Regions from separate parts of the Mus musculus genome. Here region 1 is linked to region 2. Evidence: chromatin contacts called from public promoter capture Hi-C data. All regions are on one chromosome and are shown on one strand. Each heading gives the region's core, a stretch centred on a gene start, on an enhancer-like site or on the middle of the called end of the contact. The rest is flanking DNA. Distances are from core to core; before and after follow the strand shown. Region 1 holds the start of Agtrap (angiotensin II, type I receptor-associated protein). Region 2 holds the start of Mthfr (methylenetetrahydrofolate reductase).

Region 1 (4,559 bases), core at 669-3,168, 49 kb before region 2:
AGGATCACTCAGATTCTAACCTGGTGTGTTCAAAATGGTAGAAACAAGAAGAGACCTTCGCTCAAAAACAAGGTAGAAAAGTGAAGATCAACTCAAGGAAGTTGGTCCTCTTCCACATAGGGGCATGGAATGTATGCCTACATATCAACATACAAACTAAAGAAACATGATTAAGAAATAAACATCACAGGATATATTGCCATACAGGTATGGAAACAACTTGCTACTGTATATAATTTTTATAACAGTTAAATAAACTTATGCAATAAACCATAATTAGACCCAGGTAAAGGCACATGCCTGCTATCCCAGCCCTTGGGAGGATAGAACAGGAAACTCTCAAGTTCAAGGCCAGCCTGGACATCACAGAAATACTCTGCCTAGAAACAAAATCAGAATAGCTGTCCATTACAATGGCAGACTTGTAGTTCGCCTTCCTTGGGGACTGAGGGTTGTGCCTTCAAATGGGCTATTAAATTAGGTCTGCCCCGCCCCAACTTCTCTCATCTTCCCAGAAGAAAAGTCCTATCTGGGGATCTGTGACCTAGATGTCATCTTGTGTCCACTCAGGGGGTCTCATGGGTTCCCATATGGCTTCTATTCTTCTGGAGTCACACCCACCAGCCCAGGCTGGGCAGCTCCCGCCTCCTGAGAGCTCTCAGCATGTCTGAAGGCTCAGCAGGGGAGACTTCCTGTTAATTGTCCTGACTGAATGTCTTCCAACTTTTGCTATGTTGGGCAAGTGGACTCCAAGTGGCTGGCTCCTCATATATTGGTGGTACTAGAGCTTGTGTGCATCAGCCACTGACACCCGGCACAGCTCTGATCATTTGGAACTTTACCTAGGCTATGCTGGTACTGTAAACAGATGCTGGTAAACAGATGCTATAACACTGAGCCCTGACCCCCTCATTTTTGGACAAAGTCTCACTGTTGCCCAGGTTGGCTTTAAACTGCTGGGCTCTAGAGTCCTCCAGCCTCTCCTTCCCTTGTGGTGGGGGCTATTCAGCCATCAGCTGGAAAGCCCCTTTCTTGACTTCAGGTCCTGTCTCCCTTTCCTTACCCTGGCTTCAGAACCCAGGATGGAAGGAGAACCATCCACACTCTCGCCTCCCCACTCATGTTGTGGCATGCATCCACCCACCCCACTAAGTAGATCAATAAGACATAAACACGGTCTTACTTTATAAGCCAGGCAGGCTTTGATATCATTATATCTTTGCCTCGACTTCCCCTTCCTTCCTTTCTTTTTAATGTATTCTATGAAATTCTCTTGAAATCCAATAAGCTTGGAAGGAAAATTTAATACAGTAAGAACAGAGCTTCGATTTTTTTTTCAGATTTATTTATTTTTGTCTTGTGTATACGAATGTCTCACCTGCCTGTGTGTGTATATGCACTTGTGTCTGGAGCCTGCGGAGGACAAAAGAGGGTGGTTGTATCACAAGTACATGATTGTGAGCCGGCATGTGGGTTCTGGGAACCCAAGCCTAGAAAAAGTAGTAACATGTGCTCTTAATCACGGAATCCTCTCCAACCCTCACTTTTTATCTTTATGGACATGAATTCATTCACTGATCCTCACAAAGATGATGAGGTAGGCACTGTTCTAATTCTTGTGCAAGGGAAGTAAGAGAGGAGAGAGGATGTTCTGGGCAGACACCAACTGTTACCACACCCGCAGTTTCTGCCCGCTTGCCCCAGGCTCCTCTGGCTGTAGGTCGTCCCACCACCTCACCTCGATCCCACTTAGGCAGCCCGTTGAGCCCCTAGGCTGCAGAAATCCCGACCTCCTGGCTTGAAGCACAGGAGCTGGTAGAGGCCTAGGCAGTAGTAGTAGCAGGAGCCTGAGCCTAGCAGCAAGAGCAGCTGCCTGACGCCGTCTCCTAGCAACCGGCTGCAGTCACGTGGCCGCGCGAGTTGGCCTCCCGCCGTTGGAACTGGCGCAACGCGACGGGCGGGGCCAGGAAGTTTGTTCCCGAGTTCGGAGCCCAGGAGTCCCCGCGGCCGTCGCTCAGGTGCCCTCCGCCGGGTCGGGATGGAGCTGCCTGCCGTGAACTTGAAGGTGGCCGCGCGGCCGGGGCGGGCGGGGGTCCAGGAACCTGGGGAACGGAGTCGGAGCAGAAGGGAAGGTCCAGAGCCCCGGGGAGGAGGCGGCGGACACGGAGAGGGACACCTGGGGACAGAGACGGACAGGGCCGCCCCTCCCGGACAGACCCAGGCTGGCACGGGCACCGGACCGCCCGGGCCTGCGCTCCTGGTGTCCCCCACAGCAGGACAGGGACATCTATCCTTCTGAGAGGTCAGTGCAGTTCGGGGGGGGGGGTCTGTCTGAGTGCTGGCTCAAGTTAGGAGAAATCCGCTGTCCCCAAACAATTGCTTCTCCCTAATTTCCACATGCAGCGTCCTTATTTCATAATTAAGAAGCAGGAACTTAAGAGGTTTCCTAAAATCAAAAACCCCAGAGGCTACTTTGAGCTCCGGGCAGCGGGGCTGCGTAGGATGTCTTCATTTCCTAAGTTCTTTTTCTCTCTCAGCCCTCCTCATTTGCAACAGAGGTGCTGGCCACTTAGCTTCGGCCAGAACCGTGTGGACCTGGAAGTAAACCGGCCATCTTGGGCCTTTGGTGCCAGCTCCGTGAAACCCTAAGACTCCCAGGTGTTAAGCCATTTAGCACCCTTTGGTGTCTGAGAGGAAAGGGCCGGAAGATAGAGGTGCTTTGGAGCAGTTGTGTGATTTCATATGGGCTGGGCTGTGACTTGCTCTGGCCGGTTTCCCATTCCTAAACTGCTGGCTAGCAGCAGGAGGGAGATTGGAGCAAAGGAATGGGCTTGAGCGATCCATTATCTAGGGACAGAATTACAGGCAGGACTTGGAGGCAGTCTGGAGGTCAGGCTCTGCCTTATTCTGCTGGAATAATTACGAGGACAGCACAAGTCTCAATGGTAGAACATTTGAGTAGCCCACCCCAGGCCTGGGGTTCCATCCCAGGACCACACACTAACAAATAATAATAAAACGCAGGAACAGGTGAGAAAAATGTGATGTTTATGGGCTGATATGTTTTATTCATTTGAGTCAGGGTCTCGTGTACTAACTTACTGTGTAGCCTTGAACTTACTGTGTACCTGAGGATTGCCACAAACTTCTGATCCTCCTGCCTCCACCTCTCCAGTGCCAGGATTACACAGTAGTGGCGATGAAACCCAGGGCTTCCTGCAGGATAAGGAAACACTCCACCAACCGAGCCGTATCCCCAACCTGTGTTGCTTGTTTTTCTTAGTCTCCGTCCTCCGCTGAAAAAGCTGAAGCTGTACTCTGTCGTTTTTGTTTAGAGTTGGGGGACTTGCTATCTAGCTCTGGCTGGCCTGGAACTCACTATAGAAATCAGGCTGTCTTTGAATTGACAAGAGATCTGCTTGCTTTTGCCTCCTGAGTGCTAGGATTAAAGGTGTGCACCACCATACCTGACCTAGAGAAGCCGTGTTCTTTTATCGGGGTGCAAACTTCAGCTTAGATCATACGAGGAAATTGTCCGAGTCTCCCAAGAAATAAGTGGTACAGTCAGGATTCGAACCCCCAAAGACTCAGCTCCAGTGGTTTGCATTTCCTGGTATTGTTGCTTTGGGCTAACTTTGGTTTTGATGGCCTACATCGTCTTTTAGAACCTGATAGGTACAGTGTATCCATCACAAATGTAAGATAGCAGGCTTTCCAGCCCAGCATACAAACACTAGGCCCTCCACTGAGATCATGTGTGCTTTGCAGGCTTTGAAGGGCAGTGCCCAGGCTAGGGGTTGTGAAGTAACACCCAGTCACTTTTGGGCTTCGCATCAAGGACAAAGTCGTACCATGTGTCTCAGGATTGGGGACACACTGAATCATTCACAATCTGAAATTCAGAATGAGGCTGGGTGTTGTGTTATTTTGTCTGCAAGATCTGGTGTCCCTATGGGAGGCAGCTGGGACACCATTGGCTGCCCCTTTCAGTCCACCCTCTCTGTCTTTTAAAAAGACACCAGCTCTTCTCAGCACTTGGCCCAGGCTCTGTGAAAGAAGTCGGGTCCCTAACTGGGCTTCTTGCTTGTCTTAAGCAGGAGCTAAACTGAAGCAGCTCAGGTTGGACTAGACTTGTGAAGCCCTGGGAGGAGCAGTGGGGGGGGGGGGGCAGCGATGCGGCCTGCTGTGTTTGAGTGTTTGACACACTTCTACCACAGAGTCCCTGCTGCGCTGAAGAGCAGGTGGCCGTTGTATGTATGGAGACTTGCCCAAGTTTATGTGTTAAGATCTGTTCCATGGTCTGACTCCAAAGTCTGCCAGAGGACCTGCCTCTCCTCCTGGGTAGCCCTTGAATTTAGCTGTCCTGGGGGCATCCTACTGCCTTGTCTAATAGGCCGCCAAATGTTTGCACAGGACACACGGGGATGTTTTAAGTTGAGGTCTGGGACATCCCCAGCCCCTCCTCCTTTGGGAGTGGTAAACAAAGGCTTGTTTTGTTTTCCTGTGGTAGGGTACCACAGGCCAGGCAAGTTTTCTACCACGGAACCACAGTCCATAGC
Region 2 (4,840 bases), core at 1,918-4,417:
AATCACTCTCTGACTTGAAGAAAAGGAACTGGAATTCAGAAAGTGCTATCACAAAACATGTGGTGTTTCCTGATTTGGAAAAGCACTCTCTCTGTGTCCAGCTAGCTCAACACATTCCCTGAATTGCGGTTTGTTGACTTCCTAAGCTCCTCATGAGCCAGCCCCAAGCTCTGCCAAAGAATGCAGCCTGAAAAATGAACATTTTTGGCTCACTGAGAGTTCGTCCAAACTTATCTAATGCTGCTTCAGAGGGACTTTCACAGACAAGAAGTTATAAGTCACAGACTAAACTCCCTGTCTCGCCTCTGCTTCTTCCTGCCTCCCCTCCCTCCCCAGAGCCTTTTCCTGCCGGGTTAAAGGGCAGCTCACGCTCCCCTGAGCCTGCCGACCCCCGCGATTAACCTCCCTACTCACCTGGAGATGAGGTTAACAGCTCCCTCAGCAGTTCGAGGGGGGAAGAACTCCAGGGAGAACCACTTGTCACCAGAGTCCATTCTGCGCCTCATCTTCTCCCGGAGTCTCTCGTGCCGCTCTGGGTCCAGGCTGGGGGTGGAACATCTTGAACTGTCCTTGGAACTCTCGCTGCCACTGCTGCTGCCCTCAGATCGCGGGTTGGGACTGCCACTTCCTCTGGCCTCGTTCACCATGGCTGGATTCCTGCTGTAGAGGGTGGGGGCCGGGGGTATTAGAGGGCTGGTAGCCAAACCCCATGCACACCCAACACCTGAGCAGGCGGCTCCGGTGGCAGTCACTGCTTCATCAGTCAGCACGGGTGAGAGTCTTGCAGCTCCTACCCAGAGGCTCCAAGAGCTTTGCCCTCCCCCCCACGCCCCTGCTGTCGTCTGCCTCTTTGTATGACCACCTCCCACTGAGCGGCTCTTGGGTCCTTCAGCTCACAGATCGGATCGTAGGCGACAGCTACCTGATAGAGGGTGGCACAGAAAGCCTCACGCAGCCAGCCTCTGAGGCCCACATCCCCAGGGATGGATAACAGTGCCCAGCTGGGAGGACCTTGGCTTTTTGATGGTTCATCCCGATCTGCTCAGACCCAGAGTGAGTGGGGAAGGAACCTTTCCTGGAGGGTGTGCCCAACTGGGCGGAGCTGTGACAAAGAGCCCCGAGCTGAAGCTGGGGCCACGCAAAGGGGCGGGAGTAAGGTTTCCCGGCTGGAGAAGGCTCAGGCGCAAGTCAAAGGAGGAAGATGAGTGGGGGAGGGGAGGAGTGGGCAGGCAGGGGTTAGAGATTAGCTATTAGCCATTCAGGATCACTAGATTTCCCCCACCAAAGAAAGAACAGCTCACTGTGGCTGGCTTCGCCTGGAACGTGTTATATAGGCTTTCTGCAGCATGGCCAAGCAGCCAGATCTCCTGAGATCACACTACTTCAAAAAGACTGTTGTGTTGTGAGCTAGAACTTGCCACGGGCTGGGCTGCAGAGGCAGGTGGACTGAAGTCACCGAGGGTAGGGATGGATTTATGTCCAACTCTGAACAAAGGTTGTTCCATCTGTGCCTGCCCTGGTAGCAGCTCTCCCTAAACACGCCAATTAAGTCAAAAGGATCAGTGACCACAGTCTACCACATACGCCCTTCCAACAGGGCACAGGGCCATACTGCAGTCTAGTCTGGAAAAGAAGCAAACACTACCACTGCACAGCAGTGGGCCAGCACAGTAGTGGCTATCTGTGTGGTGACGTGGAGCAACAGAGAAACCAGGTCAGGTTTGTTTCTTTCCAGAAACTTCCACCTCTTAAGTCAGTGTACCATTTTGGGTCTCAGCTTCAAGAATCGGAAGAAATCCATTGCTCTTTCCCCTCCTGGACTCCAGACTTAGTGCCAGTGTTACTCCCAATCTATCTGTCCCACTTCTGTTCTGACCTAAAACTGCCAGGTTCTCATGGAGAGTGAGAAAGGCCTTCAAAGGCCTTCCTCCTCCACCCAAGGGAAATGCCTCGTTTTCACTGCTGGAACAAAACCGGAGGAGCTGACTCAGGCACAGCAAACCGCTCCAAGGTTTAAGCATTTTTGTTTTTTTTTCTGGTTTTTCGAGACAGGGTTTTTCTGTAGAGCCCTGGATGTCTTGGAACTCACTTTGTAGACCAGGCTGGCCTCAAACTCAGAAATCCGCCTGCCTCTGCCTCCTGAGTGTTGGGATTAAAGGCGTGCGCCATCACACCCGGCTCGGTTTAAGCATTTCTAACAGTTCCCACCCCCTATCCATTATTAGTTGAGCTCCCAAATCACACAAGGATGAGCCTGTGAACCGACAAATTTGTTTACCCTTCTACTGTCCAGTCCCCTGCCTGTGACTGGACCAGAAAGACCAGTCTCAGGCGTGGCATCGCCAGTGCCTGGCAGAGTAGTAAAACAGGCAGTACTCACTGGGCTCAAAACTGCCAAGACCTCCACACCAATCTCAAAATGCCTCGCTGCCACCTACTGATCATTTAAATAAGACTGACAAACACTGAGCCCACCACTCCCGGAAGAGTTGTGATAGATGCATGTGAACTGCAGGATGCTATGGACACCTGGGCGTTGAAACTAATGGTCGGTCCACTCTTCCTTTCCAGATGCTGTCAGGGAGATGGGTTTAAGAGACTATGGCAACCAGGCATGACAACGCACATATTTAATCTCAGCTCGCAGGAGGCAATGGATCTCGGAGTTCGAGGCCTGATCTACAGAGAGTTTCAGAACAGCTAGGGCTACACAGAGAATCTGTCGCGAAAACCAAACCAAACCAAACAAAATCCCAGAGAGCGAGCGAGAGAGCTAGACAGACAGACACTATGGCAGGCAGCCACCATGGCCTGAGGGATGGTAATCGGGTCACCTGGTCAATGGGTCACAGGCCGTGGCGGGGATGCGGGTCCCAGAAGGCTGCAGGGTCTGGATCACTGCCCCAGATCCAGGATTCCTTTAACTTTGAGATACCTTCCTGCAGGTAGTGGGGCTGGGGTGACAGCCTCCATGAGTATTCATAGGCCCTAAGGAGCCTTCACGTGCAAAGGGCCGGCCAGCACCTAACCGCCTGCCCACAGGTCTAGCTTGCGGTGGTGTGTTCCCGACTCTGCGAATCTATCCGCAGCGTCCCAAGCCTTTTGCGTTACCTCTTGCGTCAGATCGGTGGCGGCGAGGGTGCCACCTCCCTAGGGCTGGCGAAGAAGGCGGGGCGGAGCTGTCGGTTGCTAAGGGAAACAGGACGAGCGGCAGGCGGAAGCCACATCTACGAGACGAGACGACGGCCGGAAGTCCCGCCCCAACATGGCCGCGCCCAGAGGTCTCAGGGGAAGCCAGCCAAGTACTGCGTCATGTGACGCGAGCCCTCGCCCCACCCGTCTGCAGCCACTCCCTGTCTCCGGACCCAGAGCTCGAGAGGGCCACGTGACCCTCCCGGGGCCAGTCACGTGAGGCGCGGATCCTGGGTGGGAGGGGGGTTGGCCTAGGTGGTCCGGAGCGGCAGCAAAGGAGGAAGATGGCGGGGTGCAGGGGGTCCGTGTGCTGCTGCTGCCGGTGGTGTTGCTGCTGCGGTGAACGGGAGAGCCGCACCCCCGAGGAGCTGGTGAGCGGCTGCCTGGCTGGGGAAGGGGTGGCTACGGAGGGATGACAGGATGACAAGAGGCGTTGCCGGGGGTGGGGCCGCGCCGGACCGCGCCTGCAGGTGGCAGCGGGTGGGGCCCGGAGACCGCTGCCTGGGCTCGGGAAGCATCCAGCTTACCTCCGCGTGCCCCAGCCAGAGTTCTGTTCTATAACCTCTCTCTGGACTCCGAGGGAGGGCCTCGGCCAGCTTGAATTAATGCCGTCCATATTCTCTTTGAGTTTTGAACGAAGCAAGCATTGTAGAATGAGCCCTTGCGCGGGACGTGACGCCCATGCCGTTGGTGTAGTTTCTCTGGCCTGTTCTTATTCTCTACCCTTCACTCTTTCTGGGTCACTGGTGATCCAGCTTCCCCGTGCAAAGCAAGCTGGGAAAACTTGAGTTGTGTTCTCAGAATTGATTCATTCCCCCCGATTCCGTAGTCAGTCTATTGTCAAATGAAACACGAATTTTCTCCTCCAACGAAGCTGCCATCAGACATCTTTCAGGTGTCCTGAAGGTGAGCATTACGATTTAAAGAATTCGCCGATCAATAGAAATGTAGAGCTCATGGTTTTGAAACATTGTTCCTCTTTGAAGATGGCTCTAGCTAATTTCGATTTTAATAATACTACCCTCCTTGTACCCTTAACCCATTAAAAGATCTCCATTCTGTGAATCTGTTTTTCTAGACCATCCTTGGGGAGACACAGGAAGAAGAGGATGAGATTCTTCCAAGGAAAGACTATGAGGTGAGGTGTTCCAGATGCTGTCCTGGGTAACTGGTGTAGTGAGAGGACTGAGTGCTTCAGGCCTCCAACCAGAGATGCTCTTTGACCCTCTGCCTCAGGGAATGGGGGAGATGACTGCCTAGCAAGTCCTTAACCTGGTCCCACAGTCTGGTGGTGATGCATTCCAGTTCTGCCTGGATATAGAGCGTGTTTGCCATTAAACCTTCCAGGGACCCAGGGTCGAAGCTCTTCCCTGTGAGTGCTCAAAACAGTCTCTCTCGTGAGCTGTGAGGAGACCTTGCCTCTCTCTCTTCTGCCCTATTCTGGATTATAGTTTCCAGTTTCAGATATGAAACTTTGAAGAGTGTGGGGCCACATGTTGTGGTTCCTTTTAGTTTGCCACTGGACTTGGGAGGCTGAGATGGGAAGAGCTCTTCTGGAGACTCACAAAGGCTGCTCCATCAATCCTATCCCAACCTCTTATTTTTTGAAAAAGATTTATTTATTTAATTAATGTATATGAGTATACTG

Evidence for each region. Capture Hi-C pulls out chosen DNA fragments and counts their contacts.
Region 1: a promoter capture Hi-C map of adipose tissue shows a contact between it and region 2. The contact joins the promoter of Agtrap here to the promoter of Mthfr in region 2. A contact is called at or near these places in 2 of 39 promoter capture datasets (the 3T3-L1 cell line and the HPC-7 cell line), 2 of 15 datasets of contacts at CTCF or cohesin (the NIH/3T3 cell line and pro-B cells), 39 of 484 Hi-C or Micro-C datasets (CD4 T cells, CD8 T cells, CD8 central memory T cells and 23 more), 16 of 115 datasets of contacts at active chromatin or transcription factors (CD8 T cells, the SCID.adh cell line, embryonic stem cells and 7 more) and 3 of 9 other capture datasets (adipose tissue, liver and pancreatic islet).

What each region holds. Positions count from the first base shown.
Region 1 is chr4:148,085,423-148,089,981 of GRCm38.p6, reverse strand. Agtrap (angiotensin II, type I receptor-associated protein) reads left to right here and starts at 1,918. Exons shown (of 5, transcript NM_009642.5): 1 at 1,918-2,065. The coding sequence starts at 2,039.
Region 2 is chr4:148,037,404-148,042,243 of GRCm38.p6, reverse strand. It overlaps Mthfr (methylenetetrahydrofolate reductase), which reads right to left and starts at 3,167. Exons shown (of 12, transcript NM_010840.3): 1 at 3,112-3,167; 2 at 415-660. The coding sequence starts at 647. Clcn6 (chloride channel, voltage-sensitive 6) reads left to right here and starts at 3,431. Exons shown (of 23, transcript NM_011929.3): 1 at 3,431-3,563; 2 at 4,271-4,330. The coding sequence starts at 3,477. RefSeq lists promoters at 1,033-1,306, 1,033-2,826, 3,079-3,268, 3,079-3,717.